Linked DNA regions of Anser cygnoides: region 2 is linked to region 1. A link is a contact called in public Hi-C data. All regions are on one chromosome and are shown on one strand. The core of a region is the stretch at or near the end of the contact, and the rest is flanking DNA. Distances in the headings are between cores, read along the strand shown. Region 1 overlaps LRP4 (LDL receptor related protein 4). Region 2 overlaps CSTPP1 (centriolar satellite-associated tubulin polyglutamylase complex regulator 1).

Evidence for each region. Hi-C and Micro-C count contacts between places; a contact is called where the count stands out from the background.
Region 2: a contact with region 1 is called in a Hi-C map of fetal liver, with 2.2 times the contacts expected there. The contact joins two enhancer-like sites. A contact is called at or near these places in 5 of 7 Hi-C or Micro-C datasets (fetal liver, granulosa cells and liver).

Annotation. Positions count from the first base shown.
Region 1 is chr5:34,704,420-34,707,144 of Taihu_goose_T2T_genome, reverse strand. LRP4 (LDL receptor related protein 4) reads left to right here. Exons shown (of 40, transcript XM_066998732.1): 8 at 1,656-1,784; 9 at 2,119-2,238; 10 at 2,371-2,496. Among named protein-coding and RNA genes, the nearest start is that of CKAP5, 27 kb to the right of the region's middle. Within about 2 kb of position 1,349, at least 2 of the 3 cell types and tissues checked have open chromatin away from gene starts, as enhancers often do. A contact at or near this core is called in fetal liver and liver, where this site is marked.
Region 2 is chr5:34,840,335-34,843,059 of Taihu_goose_T2T_genome, reverse strand. CSTPP1 (centriolar satellite-associated tubulin polyglutamylase complex regulator 1) reads right to left here. Exons shown (of 10, transcript XM_066998774.1): 6 at 466-661. Among named protein-coding and RNA genes, the nearest start is that of ARFGAP2, 17 kb to the left of the region's middle. Within about 2 kb of position 1,414, at least 2 of the 3 cell types and tissues checked have open chromatin away from gene starts, as enhancers often do. A contact at or near this core is called in fetal liver and liver, where this site is marked.

The sequences.
Region 1 (2,725 bases), core at 100-2,599:
TTTCAAAGGCATTTTGCAGAATTTGTTCTAGATAGCAAGAAACTTCAAAAAGCTCTAGGAGGGGGGGGATCAGGGCCGCCAGCTCCTGAAGGGCAGGGGAGTGGATGCATGGGGGAGTTGTCTTTTATCTCTCCAGATAATGAGAGTTGGCAGCAAGCCAGGGGCTGCAAACATTTCTAAGCTGGGAAAAGGCTCTAAGAGGAAGCCAGCCTCTTTCCCTCGCCTTTACCCCTCTCTCCTTTCTCATTCCCTTGCCTGTTGCTCCATGCAGGCCATGAATAGGCACTGGGGAAGTGAGGAAAGATGTTTCAACCTTGCCTCCTATGGAGGTGGAAGGGCAACCTGAATTCATGCCCCTACTCCTCTGAGTTGAAATGCTTCTCAAATTGTGGCTGGCAGTTTTTTGTAAGGCATTTTAGGTAGGGAACTTCACTAAGAAGCTCACTTTGGCTGCCTCCCTTTCTCTTATCTTTCTCAGTGTGGCTGTCAACTTTTTCTTGTATCCAGTCCTGTTCACTGTTCATCTAAGACAATGTGGAACTAAGCTTTTTTTTTTTTTTTTTTTTTGCGGGGTGGGATGTATAATTGAATCGTGCTACATGAGAATTTAAGTCATCAACTTCGTTTTCTCCTCAGGGAGGCCCAAACACTACTTTCAGGTTCCTTTGGTGAGGCACAGGTTAACACACACTAGTAACTCGCCACTGGATACTGGCTGAACTGGAGCTCTTACTGCGTGCCTGCAGGCTCTGCCACTACTTGAGGTTGGATAGGCAGGCGTAGTTCAGGTCCCTGATTGCCAGCCTTTGTTTTCCCTTTTGCTTGGTGTATTTGTTTTCTGACCTCCTCAGCTGAAAGACTCATGTGCCTGAAACATGCAGTTCATTCTCCGGACAGTATGAGAAGAGGTGTCAGATTCTGTTGTGTGGGACTTAGATTTTTCATCACTTCCCACATAGTGTACTGCTGAACAGAGAACAGTGGGCAAATCCTTGACTGCGAGTTTGTTGGGCTCTGCCTAGGGTCATCTGTCTGCCAGTGCTCCTAACTGATAAGGCACAGTTTGTTTTGGCAATGGCTTGAGAGGAAAGGGAGGGGGGAAAATTCAAAGGTCAGGTGCAGAAGCGGGCACCTCACTGCTTGCTTCCTTTGGTCTTCAAGTGTTTATTTGTGTTAAAATTTTAAAGGAATCATGCTATATTTTAACCTTGTGTTCTGATGTGCCTCAGTCCTTAATATAGAGCTACCCCAAAAGGTAGCTTTGTTTTTACATCTGGCTTTCAAAGGTTTAATAAACATTGCAAACCTTTATAGAGGGCACTAAGACATAGATAGTATCTTGAGCATAAGAGGGAAGGTGACACTCTTGGATCCTTTTTGTTGCTTTCTCATCAACCCCTTTGGTGTTTTTTTTAAAGTGAGTTGACCGCACAGTTTCATTTGTATATAGCTTTAAACTGCCCCTCAGTGAAGCACAAACAGCATTCGAGTTCTTCTCAGCAATACAGGTCGTGCAAAGATATGCAGCAATGGCTAGTAATTTCCAACAATTTTCCATTGAATATTTGCTAGTGTATTATTAGATGGAGAAAGGTTTATTTAAACTGGCTTGTGCCCTTTTACCTTAGGCATTTTTTGTTTGATTCCCTCGTTAGCATCAGATGTTCCAGCTGCCACCTGCAGCTTGGAGGAGTTCCAGTGTGCGTATGGACGTTGCATCTTGGACATCTACCACTGTGATGGCGACGATGACTGTGGGGACTGGTCTGATGAATCTGACTGCTGTAAGTTAGTGCAGGGCGGTATACTGGTCCAAGCTTCTGACCTGCAATCCTAAATGGATTTTGCATTGGCTGGAGAGACAGCTATCTAATTTGTCACACATAAGCTGATTCTTTGATTATTAATTTTTTAACTCAAGACAGTGAGAGTAGTCATGGGGGTCACTGTGTAGTCAGCACATTTCTGCATGCAGGAATTAAGGCAGTTTCCAGGAGGGATCTGTTCAGGACCAAGTTCCACTATAGCGGAGCATAAATGTGGCATTGAGAGATTTCTGGGATGTTCCATAGGTCTGAGTTTGCTGTATATTTATTTATTTATTTTACCTTCCGACAGCATCTCACCAGCCATGTCGCTCTGGGGAGTTCATGTGCAACAGTGGCTTGTGCATTAATGCTGGCTGGAGGTGTGATGGAGACTCCGACTGCGATGACCAGTCAGATGAGAGGAACTGCAGTGAGTGCTGGGGACTGGTGGGAGCATTCTGTTTCTGCGGATGCAAGAGAATATGTGGGAGTGTTACCTTTGAAACAGGTCTCTTTTGATCCTTGTTGCTCACCTAATTTTCTTTTTTTTTCGGTCCCTCAGCTACATCTATGTGCACAGCTGACCAGTTCCGCTGTAAATCAGGGCGCTGTGTCCGTCTCTCCTGGCGCTGTGATGGGGAAGATGACTGCTCTGACAACAGTGATGAGGAGAACTGTGAGAATACAGGTTTGGCCTGCTGCCTTGCTGCTTGTAGCTAACATTTCCATCCTGGAGGAATAGGTAGAGAGGTCTCTTTTGGATAGTTTGAGTTCAGCCTCAACTTACTGTGCTTCCCAGAGTATGAGATCTGTAAACTGTCTTCTACACTTGCAAACACATGCAGGTCTGTGTGCTTAAACTAACCTAAGTAGTGGTGTTTTCTGGTCAGGTATCAGATCCTTTTATTTTCCTATCC
Region 2 (2,725 bases), core at 165-2,664, 140 kb before region 1:
CTAGTCTTGTGCCTGGGATCTCTAACTGGAGACCAGCTCCATCCCATATTCCAGTACAGACTAGCAGCGTGATCTTGTCCAGGTGCTAAAGCTTCATCCACCCCAGTGTGGCCTGCCTGTACTTCAACACTCAGGAACACACTTGCATTCATTGATCTCCTCTAGTTAATCCATGATGGTAGATGAACCTCTCCTTGATGAAAGTATCAATGTAAAAGTGAGAAGGAAAGCAGAGTCCCAAATCAACCAATTAGCCCAATAATCTGCTCAAATCCCCCGTGTCTATTAGGCCCAGGAATTTGTTTTTTTCTTTTGGTTAAAGCAGTTCTGCCATGATCTCTCCCTTATTACTTCTCCAATGAGATCTATGTGGAAGTTACAGCTTGTTCAAAGTCCTGTATTTCTTCACAGATCCAACATTACAAAGGGTCTCCAGAGACAGAGACTTCACATCTGTGTTCATACCTGTATTTTGATCTGTCACACAAGGACTCTAGGCACTGGTAGAAGAGAGAAGCCTCTACCCCATCGAGTGGGTTGCAGTCATTTGGGGGTTGTCGCTGCCGATGCTGCCCAGAGGATGATGTTGGCACGATCACAGTATTTGGATTCTTACCAGCCAATAGATCTTGATAAATGGCAGCCACACTTTCCAGGAACTCTGAAAAAACAGAAAGCGATTTATAACTCAGGGCTACAGCCAGCTAAGCATCCTCTTGACCTACCAGACCCAGGATTAAATTGTCATTCCCTGCTCTGTGCTGCACATGACACCAACAGGAAATGAATGTAAGCACAATACTAAGGCATCCTGCATATTCAGGTCAGATATTATGCAGGCACAAGCAGCCATTTCCATGTAAGTTGCTGGCTTCTCCCTGTCAGGATGGTTACGAGAGGCCAGCCACTCTGTTCAGACTCTTCTAAAGGGAACAGAGGCTAGCACGTGAATAAAGCAGTGGAGTGTGAAAGCTAATGTCAAACACACAGCTAGTTTGCAAAGTCTCAAAAGTTTTCCTTCTTCATCTGTTACCACCAACTGAGAACTCATCCAAGTTGGGAACAAAATATATGGTACTGCAACAGAAGCAAAGGGAGCAAGTTAGTCAGGGCTCCAGGCTGTATCCCAGCTTGTCTCTGTGCGGCTCCAAAGTAAATATTACATGGGATCTAGAGGAAGGGCCAGGGCAGGTCAGGGCTAGAGTTGGCAGAAAGCCTCTCCCCAGGCTCCTCATACTACCCACTGTTTACTGCAAGAGCCTAATTTTAAACAAGTTTGTTTATGGATGTGGTCAGCAGTTTACAAATCTAGATTCCATTTGGAGTGGTTTGCATGTGTGTGGGTTGGTGGGAGAGCGTATGACAGGCTGCGTGTGTGCGTTGTGCCTGGGTGAGCGCGACAGGGCCGGGATGTCTGAGTGTGTGTACACAAGGGCGTGCTTGTGAGGACTCCAGTGGCATTTATGTCCCCAGTGAATGGAAGTGTGATGATGTGCGTGAGGCGGGTGGAAAGGAAAGGCGGGATGTCAGCGGGCCCTCGGGCTGTGCTGAGGTTTTTCAGCTCAGTGGAAATATTTGTTGTATCAGAGAAAAACTTTCCAAGCACATTTTCTGTCCACAGCTAAAGGCACTGCAAGCCTGGTTCTGCCCAACCCAAAATCACCATTTTAACTGTTTTTCTTTGATGACTTGTCATGGGTAATGTTGTGATATGCACAGGGGAGTTACGGGGGAAGTATACACAGAGAAGTACTAAGAAATAGAGATGTTTGTATTAGGAATAGCAGCTGACTCATAACTGCTGGAAAGATGGGAACTGACAGGTTGGATCAGATCAGCAGGCCACCCAAGGCTACACTCTGACCACAAACTGTGCTCCACCACAGCTTCTAGCCAGCGTCTCCCAGTATCCCTGACCTGCCCCTTTTGCCTGATCAAGGCCAACCAAGAGCTGTGCCCATCAGCAGGAACTGTTAGTGCGAGTGGACAGAATCCCATGAGCTTTTGTTGCCTTCAGAAAGTGCTCTGTGCTGCAAGACGAGTGAGTGACTGCCTCAGCAGTGCCCCATGCTTGGGAGCATATCTAACCTTGATAAGGGAAACGTTTCCCTCTTTTTCCCCACTTAAGCAGTTTCCTGAATGAGTTCCTTTCCTCAACAACATTTTAGGGGGCTAAGACAAACAGGCCAACATATTTTAAAACATCTCCCTGTAGAGAAAAAGCACATGAATGTTCATCCAAGTTTCTCCTCCTTGCCACCTGAACTTTAGTTTAAAAATACCTCAGGATTTTTACAGATGTGTATGTGTGGGTGAGCGTACGTAAAAATATGTATACACAAACTATTAGTATTTGATTTGTACTTTTCCTGTCAATAATCTTAAAAGAAGTACCCCACCTACTTAAAACTCAATCTGAGGGAGGGCGGTAGAATATGATAAATGACCAATAATATGAAAAACATAGATAGGGATTAACTGTTCATTTTCCCTTCCAACTAGTGGCTCTCAATCAAATGAGAGGTGGTTTTTCATGGAACAGGTGGCAGACCCATGCAACTCCTTGCCAAGGAGAGTTGTGGAGGTTAAATGTTGATGTGATTTCAAGGGGAGACTGGAAAAGTCCTCAGGAGAGGAACCCCCTGGGTGTTTCTAAAGCTGTAGAAACTACACGCATTTCAGAAACATTTTGAGCTGAAAACAGCTTGCAGTTGGATGAGTATTA